Linked DNA regions of Capsicum annuum: regions 1 and 3 are each linked to region 2. The links are chromatin contacts, called in public Hi-C maps. All regions are on one chromosome and are shown on one strand. Each heading gives the region's core, a stretch centred on a gene start, on an enhancer-like site or on the middle of the called end of the contact. The rest is flanking DNA. Distances are from core to core; before and after follow the strand shown. Region 1 has its middle 98 kb from the start of LOC107848517. Region 2 holds the start of LOC107847989 (cyclin-D1-1). Region 3 holds the start of LOC107848517.

Region 1 (3,092 bases), core at 263-2,762, 130 kb after region 2:
AGTTTTCCATTTATAAATCATATAATTAAATATAAATTTTTACGCCTCCTTTTTTTTTATGTGGACAACGATTTCTTCCTTTTTTAACTTTGACTTGTCCTACAATTTTATTCATAATATTCTACTTATTCTTCTTTATAATTTTAAATTATGAAGTACTAAAAGTTTTTAGTTTATCAGGATTCTTTCTATATATTTTAGGAGTTATTAAATTCTTTTCATATGTTTTAGGAGTCTTTAATCTAATTAAATAATAAATTGAGGAAAATAGTAAAAAGACGTTTTTATCTATTGCAGAGGCTTATTAAAGGGCTAAAAGTTCAAACGTCATTTTTAAGGCCCTTCACACTTTTAATATAGTATAGATATAATATTCGAACTTTTTTATACATAAAATATTAATTATAATCTACTTTTTAAATATTTTTTCAACTAGTTTTAGTAATTTTCAATAATTTGAAAGTAGATGTAGATATATATTTAGATTTGGACCTTTAAGTTGTAATATTTATCCATTATTGCTAATTAAATGATCCAAAACCCAATATAAACTTAGAACCTAAACTTTTCACTCTTCATCTCACTTTTTAGTTTCAAGAGAGTTTTTCGCTCCTCATTTTTTCATAATTATGGTTTCATTAGCACATGAGTGAAAACATATTTGATCTAAGCACAATATAATTGTAAAAACTAAATATTGTTTAATAAACCCGAAAAAACCCAAAAATCCAAAAAAAAACGACTAAAACCTAAATCGAAAAAACCAATTTTATGTTGGTTTGATTTGGTTTTAATAAACCGACATGATTGGTTTGGTTTTTTTTAATAAAAACCGAATCAACCCAACCTATGTACACCCCTACTTCCTCCGTACACGTTTGCTTGTTTATTAAAGATAAATACTTCTTTTCGCTTGTTTCTTTTTAAAAAATTAAAAAGCAATTTATTATTTTATATGTATTTTATCTTTATTGTTATTATTTTATATGTATTTTATCTTTATTATTATTATTTTATATGTATTATTATTTTTCAACATTCGATAACTTATATAATATTTACTGGTGATATACAAACTTTTATCATTTTATTTATTATTTTTTAAAAAAATTGGTAAATTAAACATGAATAAATAAGCATGAACGGAGATAATGTATTTTTTAATTAATGGTATGCTCTGGAATCTGGGTAGTATCCTAACGAAGCTCTCCTAATTCCATCTTTGAAGATATTTTTTAAGCTGAATCAATTCTTTTGTCAAATGCAAAGTTAGGTATTCAATTCATCATTAGCTTTTCCAAATTCTAAGTGTTTAATTAACCTTAGCTAGATTAGTTATTTTTATACATATAGGATAAAAAGCCTATCATAATATAATAATACATAATCATTAGCTGAAGTTCTTTTGCAAGGTTTTAATTACAGAATTTGACCTTAAAAGAATTCACATGTCAGAACTTGAAAATTAAAATATTAAAAATCATTACTAATCTAGCTCTGAAATTTTAAATTGTAAAGGAGAAATATTACTCCATAAAGAGTAAAAATTTCAAAGACTTTTGGTGTTTTGGTTATGCTGGAGCAACAATTCTTTTTTTTTTCTCCTTGATTCGCTGTTCAATATACACGTATTGAGATTCGATAAATTCAGTTTTATATCGCGTTGGACTCATTTGAAGAAAACGTTTTCTATCAAAGATTATTTCATATACAGGACTCAAACTCAAAATCTCTTATTAAGAAAGACGTAGTCTCATCTATTGCACCCAATTCTTCGGTGGTAATAGAGCTGCAATTCGAGATATGTATGTAGGAGTAATTATTTTTGGAACAAGTAAGCTAGCATTTGGTTATAAATTTTCAAATATTTTTGACAAGTCATTTTTGAGTGAAGATTTGCGTAAAGTTTCACCATGTGTTTGGCCATAGAACTTGTGAAATATATTTCACTATTAAAAGTTTCCAAAAAATAAAATTTGACCCGTGATTTTTTCGAGTATTTGGAAATTGAACTATTTAACAAATAACGACAAATTACATAATCAAATATTATTTGTCAAGTTTTTTTTTTCAAAAATTATTTGAGACGTGACATGAAGCAGTTACAGCTTATTGAGGACATGACCCTAGATAGAAAGGTGTGGAGGTCACGGATAATGGTAGAAGACTAGTGTGCGTGGGTGAGTCGTAGCAAGTAGTTAAGAGAGCTTTTGTGTAGCCGAGTTAATAATCCTAGGACTGTATCCATAGGTAGGAGCAGCCAGTTAGGAGAGTATGAGTGTAGTAGATGTCTTTGGTCTGTGAGTGTATGGTACTACTGTGTGGGTGTCTAATTTCTCTTATTTCTTATTTCTTTTATTTCTATTTTTATTAGTTCTTATTTTTTATTTCTGTTACGCCATCCATCATGTTTCATGTTTCATTACGATCTTGTTTCCAATTTTTTATCTTGAGCCGGAGGTCTATCGAAAACAACTTCTCTACCTCTTCGAAGGTAAACGATATGGACTGCGTACATTCTATCCGACCTCCTTAAACCCCACTTTATGGGGAATACGCTGAGGTTGTTGTTGTTATTTGAGAAATCTATGACCAAATAAATCGTAAGTAATGACTACCCTAGGGAAAAGAAAATAAAAATAACACATAAATGAGAATTAATTTAGTTCTGTCAATATTTTATTGATACACCAGATCACTCCACACAATCATACACTAAAAGATGGAAATTTCTCACTACTAATAATTATACACTGACACTCACAAACGAAATGGAGTGAAATTATTGAACTCAGAGGACAAAAAAGATGTAGTTTCCTATACTATATTTTGTTCTTTACAAAGTGGAGCTAATTGAATTAACAGTCTCTAAGACTCTCAACCTAGAGCTATACCATGACTAATTATGTTGCTTTAGAAATCAATGTGTGATAAGGAAAATCTATGTCCCACTTCATATAAGGAAACAAGAAACAAAGAATAACATCCCATCAATTTTTGGTTTTTATCTAATAGTTGTTTTGAAATTTTAGATTCATGACGTAGGATTTAAATTGCAAATAATAGTCTAGGACATTTATGGGTTTCTTCAC
Region 2 (3,283 bases), core at 530-3,029:
CCCTAAGGCCTAAACATAATTACTTCCTCCGTTTTAAAATAATTGTCCTTTTTTTACTTGACCTTAAGAAAATATTTATTATGGATTTATTTTACCAAATTAGTCTTATTAATTATGCTTTGAAAATATAAATTTGAGTAAATATATTTTATTTAGTCATTTAATGTTGAGGATAGTATTAAAAAAACATAATAAAATACTATTGATTTCATCAAAAGAAACAATTAAATTGAAACAAATATTTTTAGAAGTAGGTCAACTAAAACGAAACAGAAGAAGTATTTGACAGTGTTTAACTCCGCACAATCTCATCCTAAGAAAATAGTACTATCAATATATACTTTTAAGTCATCAATACTCAGAAAACTTTTTCTTTTTTAATTAGTAATTTGAAAACATTTCTCAAGTGATCTTATAATTTTTGCGTTACATATATCATTTCTTACTAATATTTTATACAATGACAGTATTGTCATAGTCCAACTTATTTTCGTCCTTTATTTCCAGCCACCTCTCATTATTAAAAGGGCAAAAAGGAAAACTTGAAAATGACTAATTTACCGGCAAGCTTCTAGAGTAGAGAAAACGATCAAAATAATTAACGGCCAGATACGCCGTTAATGGCTGGAAACCATAGTGGCGTTGTACCTGCGAAAAGTTTCAAAAAAGAAAAAAATTATTCGATTCAGTTTTATACCATTTGGATTTGATTAACTAGAAGTAAGCAAATAAATAGGCCGATGCACTAAATCTTTCATTTTATGTGTAGAGTTTAAGAAAAAACGAAACTGCACGGACTATAGCATTATTTTACATTTTCATAAGAGATTGGTATCTGTAGGTTAAACCCGTGAACTTCTGAGCACATTATATTGAAAATTTACTAGTTATACCAATTAACTACAGGTATATTTTAGCAGCAAAAGAAACAAAAATCTAACATGCGCGCATACAGTATTCCACAGGAGGTTACCGTACTATCGATGAAATTGATTAAATAATACCTTGAGAATCGATGCTATAGTACTGTTAATTCAAGTATATCTTAGCAAATTAAGTAACACAAAATCTAACATGCGCCGATACATTTTTTTCACCGGAGCTTTTTTTCCAGTATTTCTCGCCGGAGTTTTACTGCGCTATCGATGCAATAGTGTTTGTTAACTACAAGTATATTTTAGCAAATTAAAGTATCAAATATCTAACATGCGCCGTTACATTTTGACCACCGGTGTTTTACTTTACTATCGATGAATCGATTGATTTCACTAACACTCCTAGCAAACCAATTTAATAAAAATCTAACATGCGCCGATACCTTGAGAATCCATGCAACGGATTCTTCTCTAGCGACGGCGCTTAGAGACTGCGATTCAAACTTGTCAATATAATCAAATCCAGGCACAAAATTCCGTTCATCTTCGATAAGACTAGCAATCGATTCATCAATATCGCCGGTGAATTGAGATTCAATATCCGACGAAGAACATTCCGGCAAATCTTCTCCTCCGTTTGAGAAAACGGTGTCGGAGTCTTCGCCGCAGAGTAAGTCGGAGAAGCAATCGGAGTACGACATGATAGGTTATCGATGGAAATACTCATTCTGTTTTGGACATTTTGATTGCCGGGAAACGGAGATTTTGATCGGAGAAGATTGCCGGAATGTCTACGTGGACTTTTGAAGAAGTGATAGAGGAAGAGGAAGAGGAAGCCGAACTGTAAGTGGAAGTGTGAGTTTATTTTTTGTGTGTGTGTTTTGGGTGTGGCTATCTCATTCACTGGTATAAATAGTTAAGAGTATCATTTATATTTTGTAATTTTTTTTAGTTTTGTGATAGATTAAATTTAAAAAAAATCTACGTACAAGAAAAAAAAAGAGTTAATATATAAAAATGACCTTAAACTTGACACCAAATTATAACTTTGACTTTAAACTTTGGTAGTGCACAAATAAGACCTTTAACTATTCAAAACTTGAATAAATACGACCTCTAACTTTGCAACCCCATGCGTGAGTCTCACCCGCGCCTACGTGGAAAGGCAATCCAATCACACGGTACCACATCGTTAAAAGGGATGACTTGGAGAGAGGTCATATTTGTGTAGTTTTGAATAGTTAAAAGTCATATTTGTGCACTGTCAAAGTTTTGTTTTTGTGTTAAAACGACGTCGTTTTTATTATTATTATTATTATTATTATTATAATTGTTATTATTATTATTATTATTATTATTGTTGTTGTTGTTGTTGTTGTTGTTATAATTATTGTTATTATTATTATTATTATTATTATTATTATTATTATTATTATTATTTATTTATTTATTTTTATAGTAGCAGCACCTAACTTTTTTTTAATTTAAAAAAATTATTATTATTATTATTATTATTCTATTTATTTCTATAGCAGCAACACCTATCTTTTTTTTTAATTAGCAAAAAAAAAACAGTCACTAGAAGGGATCGAACCTGCACAGTAGGCTGAAGGAAGCGCCCAAAAAGAGCAAATAACACCACTGGGCTATCTAAATGTCTTGTTTCATGTGGTTCAACATTAATATACATACATAAATATACATTTTCTATCTTATATATATACAATGTAATTTTTTTATCGAGGGGGTTCGGATGAACCCCATGGCAACCACGTAGGTCCGCCCCTCGTTAATTTAATAACGTTTTAACAACGTTAATTTAATAACCTTTTAATTACGTTAATTTGATAACGTTAATTTAATATACTACTTCTACTATCCTTAATAACATTAATTTAATAATGTTTTATTAAAACTATAATTTTTTTATTATTAGTATAGTTTCATCTTTAATTTAATATTTAAATAAATAATATTTAGATATATTATATAACTTAAATTCGACCTCTGCTTTATAATATATATACATACCCGCTCAATTTTTTCGTATGAGGCTGACCCTCCTAATTAATAAATCTTCAATATTGCTATTTTTCCGCAATGACAAAAGAAATTAGATGTTATTTTCATCTTTGAGCCGAAAATAATGAAAAAATAATAGTGAAGAGTCATTTAAAGGTCATATTTATGCAGTTTTGAATAGTTAAAGGGCATATTTGTGCACTGTCAAAGTTTAAAGGTCATATTTATGTATTATACCCTTAGATTTTAAGCTGAACGCGCCCAGTTTTGTGTATTGAACACGCGTTTTTCCACGTAGGATTGGAGGTCATATTTGTGCAGTTTTGAATAGTTAAAGGTCATATTTGTGCACTTTCAAAGTTTAAGGTCAAAGTTATAATTTGGTG
Region 3 (3,013 bases), core at 510-3,009, 230 kb after region 2:
AACATCATAATTTCTCCGATAATTTCAATTCATTGTCATTTTTAATTAAATATTTTATAATTAATTAGTATGCATAAATAATTAATATTAAGTAAGAGTTTGGCCATGAGAGCCTAAAAAATTAGAGTTGGAATTGTGCTTGACCATATTTTTTATGAAATTTTTAGGTTTTAGAAAAGATAAAAAGTAAATAGTGATGAAAAACGTAAAAATAATTACGCCTAAGAGTGTGATCTAGTGGTTCAACAAAGTGGATAGAGTATCTTGAGGTCTCAAATTTAATTTTCAATCGAAATAAATAGAGTAATTTCTTTTCAGTATTTCATAAAACTAATCGAGTTATGCGCAAACAAAATTAATCCAAAAAAAATTAGGTTACAAAAGAATTAAATTAAAAGGGGAAAAAAAAGAAATGGAGAGAAAAGGCTATGAGTTAAAAAGGAGGGAAGGGAGAAAATAACAATAAAGGGTGAGATGAATAACAAATGGCCCACATATTTTTTCTTTATTCAAAAAGAAATCCCTCACACAGGAGCCTACATTTTTTTAATTCAAAAAGTAATCCTCACACACCAAATCATATTTGAGACTCATCCATGATAAAATTTCCCTCCAATTACCAAGTTTCATTTTGAACTATCAACTGAATTACAATGCTATTTTGGACTAATACTTGATAACTTCCCACTTCATATTTCGAACAAATTGTTCAAGAAAGTATATAACGTTCATGAATTAGGATTATATTTTATGGTATATTCGTAGAGGACGTTTCTCATCTGATTCTAGTAATCTTCAAATCCAAAGATAATTTTTTAATTTGTGAACTTCCTTTTTATTTTAATTAGGTTATGGATCTTAAGTCTAGGACAAACATAAAACATCACAAAATGAGCAAAATAATACTATTGACTAGCCGCTTTTCGATTTTATTTTTGAAAAATAGATATTATCATGAGTTTTAAATTTCACAAGTATAATTCTAGAATATAGCCATAAAATTTCACCTCTATAAAATCAAACTCTATAATAATAATTATTTTCCAATTAAAGGTCTAAAGATGATAAAGTCCGTCAGTTATTTGTGTAAAGATTTCTCATGTAAAACTAACCTAAATAGCCAATTACCCAGTTGTTTGAATTAAAAGCAGCAAACAAATGTATAATCTACATGTACCGATTAAAAAAAGTAAACAGTATTTGAATGAGTATTTAAGTAAAGACTCCTTGTACATATTTTATTATTTGGGCTCCCAATCCAATCCAATCCAAATGTCACTAAAGCCCACAAAAATCTTACTCTTCATCTCCACTCTCCCCTATGAACCTCAGCTAAATCCCCCAACCCCACCCTCTCCCCCAAATGCTTATATTGATAACTGATACTACCTCCGTCTTATTTTACCAGTTGAAAATTGAAATGCTATAATTATTAAAAAAATAATGATTGATAACGTAATTTTACTATTTTATTTTTGTGTCTTATTATTAGTTTTAATATTGATGATGACTAATAATAAAACACCATTTATATTTTTAACGGTACTTCTTTTGCAATATTTTTTAAGAATACTAACAACAGAAAATAATAACTTACATCAAGGGTGTAATGAGGAAAAACAAAATTTCTTTTATATAAATAAAAAAGAATAAGTAAAATTTAAATTAAAAAATTTAGGACGGATAAAATAAGACGGAGTAAGTATTGACTAATAAACCCAAGTAGATAACAAAGAACTATAAGAAGTCAACATACCTACACCTGTATATCAAGTTTCACTACATTTTCTTGGTTATTGAAAATGCTTAGCCTAGCAAGTTATACAAGGCAACCCCAATGTTGTAACATGAATTACATCCCAAGTTCACAACTTCTTTCCAAGATTCCTCCAACCCACTGGTTTTTCCACTCAAATAAACTGACCCATGCAACCATTCCTTCTCTTCTATGGCAAAAAAGAACTGGGCTGTCCCTATCTGCACTCAAGAATGAGGTAGAAGTGGAAGAAATTGACAATCTTGATGATGATGACGATGTTGATGTGGATGATTTTATTGGTGATGAGGATGATGATGATGAGGTGATTATGCCGTTAAGAAATATGAAGAAGTGGTTAGAACACAAGCCTAAGGGGTTTGGAGTTGATAAAGTGTATGATACTGCAGTTGAAGATAAGCTGATGGAAGAAATTGAGCAGAGTAGAAAAGCTCAGCTTGCTAATATTAATAAGCTTAAAAATAATCCTGTTAATGCAAGTGCCAAAAATGTTCAGCAGGATAAAGGTAAAGTTCTTTTCAAGATTTGGGTTTTTGTAAATTTTTATTACTGTGTGTTATGAGTCTACTCTGCAAAGATAGGAGGTTTAAGGTCTGCGTATATTCTTGCCTCACTGTACCGCACTTATGGGATTACACTGTGTATGTTGTTGTTGTTGTATATGTTATCAGCCTTCCCCGCAAAGGTTTGCTTACATCGTACCCTCCCTGTAACACAAGTGGATTATACTAGATATGTTATTGTTGTATGTGTTATGAGCCTGCCCTGCAAAAGTAGGGGTAAGGTCGGTATACATCCTAGCTTTCCAGACCCCACTTGTGGGATTATATGGGTGTTGATGTATGTGTTATGAGCCTTCTGTTGGGCATAGGATCCCAATGTTCTTGCTAGGAAAAAAAAAAATCAAATCATATGCAACTGAATTGATGGGAAACAATGAACCAGTTATATATTTGTTCATAGTTAGTTACAACTTGAGAATGAATCGTTTATCACCTTAAGGATTTAATAAAAGCTGAGCATTGTTATACCTATTAGCAGTGGGAACTCCTAGTATGCCTATTATTTGGAATTGTTCTGTCAATCTTCAATTTTACTTAGGAATGTAGATCTTTTATGCTAAACATCGTATAGGGGTATTAGAGAAATTAAATTAAATATTATGGAGGACCCGGATTAGCGTAGGAGGTTAGTAAATAGTTGAGTGTAGTCTCGCTCGCTTATCTACTAGTAGTA

Evidence for each region. Hi-C and Micro-C count contacts between places; a contact is called where the count stands out from the background.
Region 1: a contact with region 2 is called in a Hi-C map of leaf, with 3 times the contacts expected there. The contact joins the enhancer-like site here to the promoter of LOC107847989 in region 2. A contact is called at or near these places in 2 of 5 Hi-C or Micro-C datasets (leaf and placenta).
Region 3: a Hi-C map of bud shows a contact between it and region 2, with 4 times the contacts expected there. The contact joins the promoter of LOC107848517 here to the promoter of LOC107847989 in region 2. A contact is called at or near these places in 2 of 5 Hi-C or Micro-C datasets (bud and leaf).

The regions. Positions count from the first base shown.
Region 1 is chr11:46,918,646-46,921,737 of UCD10Xv1.1, reverse strand. No RefSeq gene overlaps it. Among protein-coding and RNA genes, the nearest start is that of LOC107848517, 98 kb to the right of the region's middle. Within about 2 kb of position 1,512, at least 2 of the 5 cell types and tissues checked have an H3K27ac peak or open chromatin away from gene starts, as enhancers often do. A contact at or near this core is called in leaf, where this site is marked.
Region 2 is chr11:47,049,966-47,053,248 of UCD10Xv1.1, reverse strand. LOC107847989 (cyclin-D1-1) reads right to left here and starts at 1,779. Exons shown (of 5, transcript XM_016692628.2): 1 at 1,319-1,779. The coding sequence starts at 1,576.
Region 3 is chr11:46,820,642-46,823,654 of UCD10Xv1.1, reverse strand. It overlaps LOC107848517, which reads left to right and starts at 1,759. Exons shown (of 4, transcript XM_047399641.1): 1 at 1,759-2,283. The coding sequence starts at 1,803.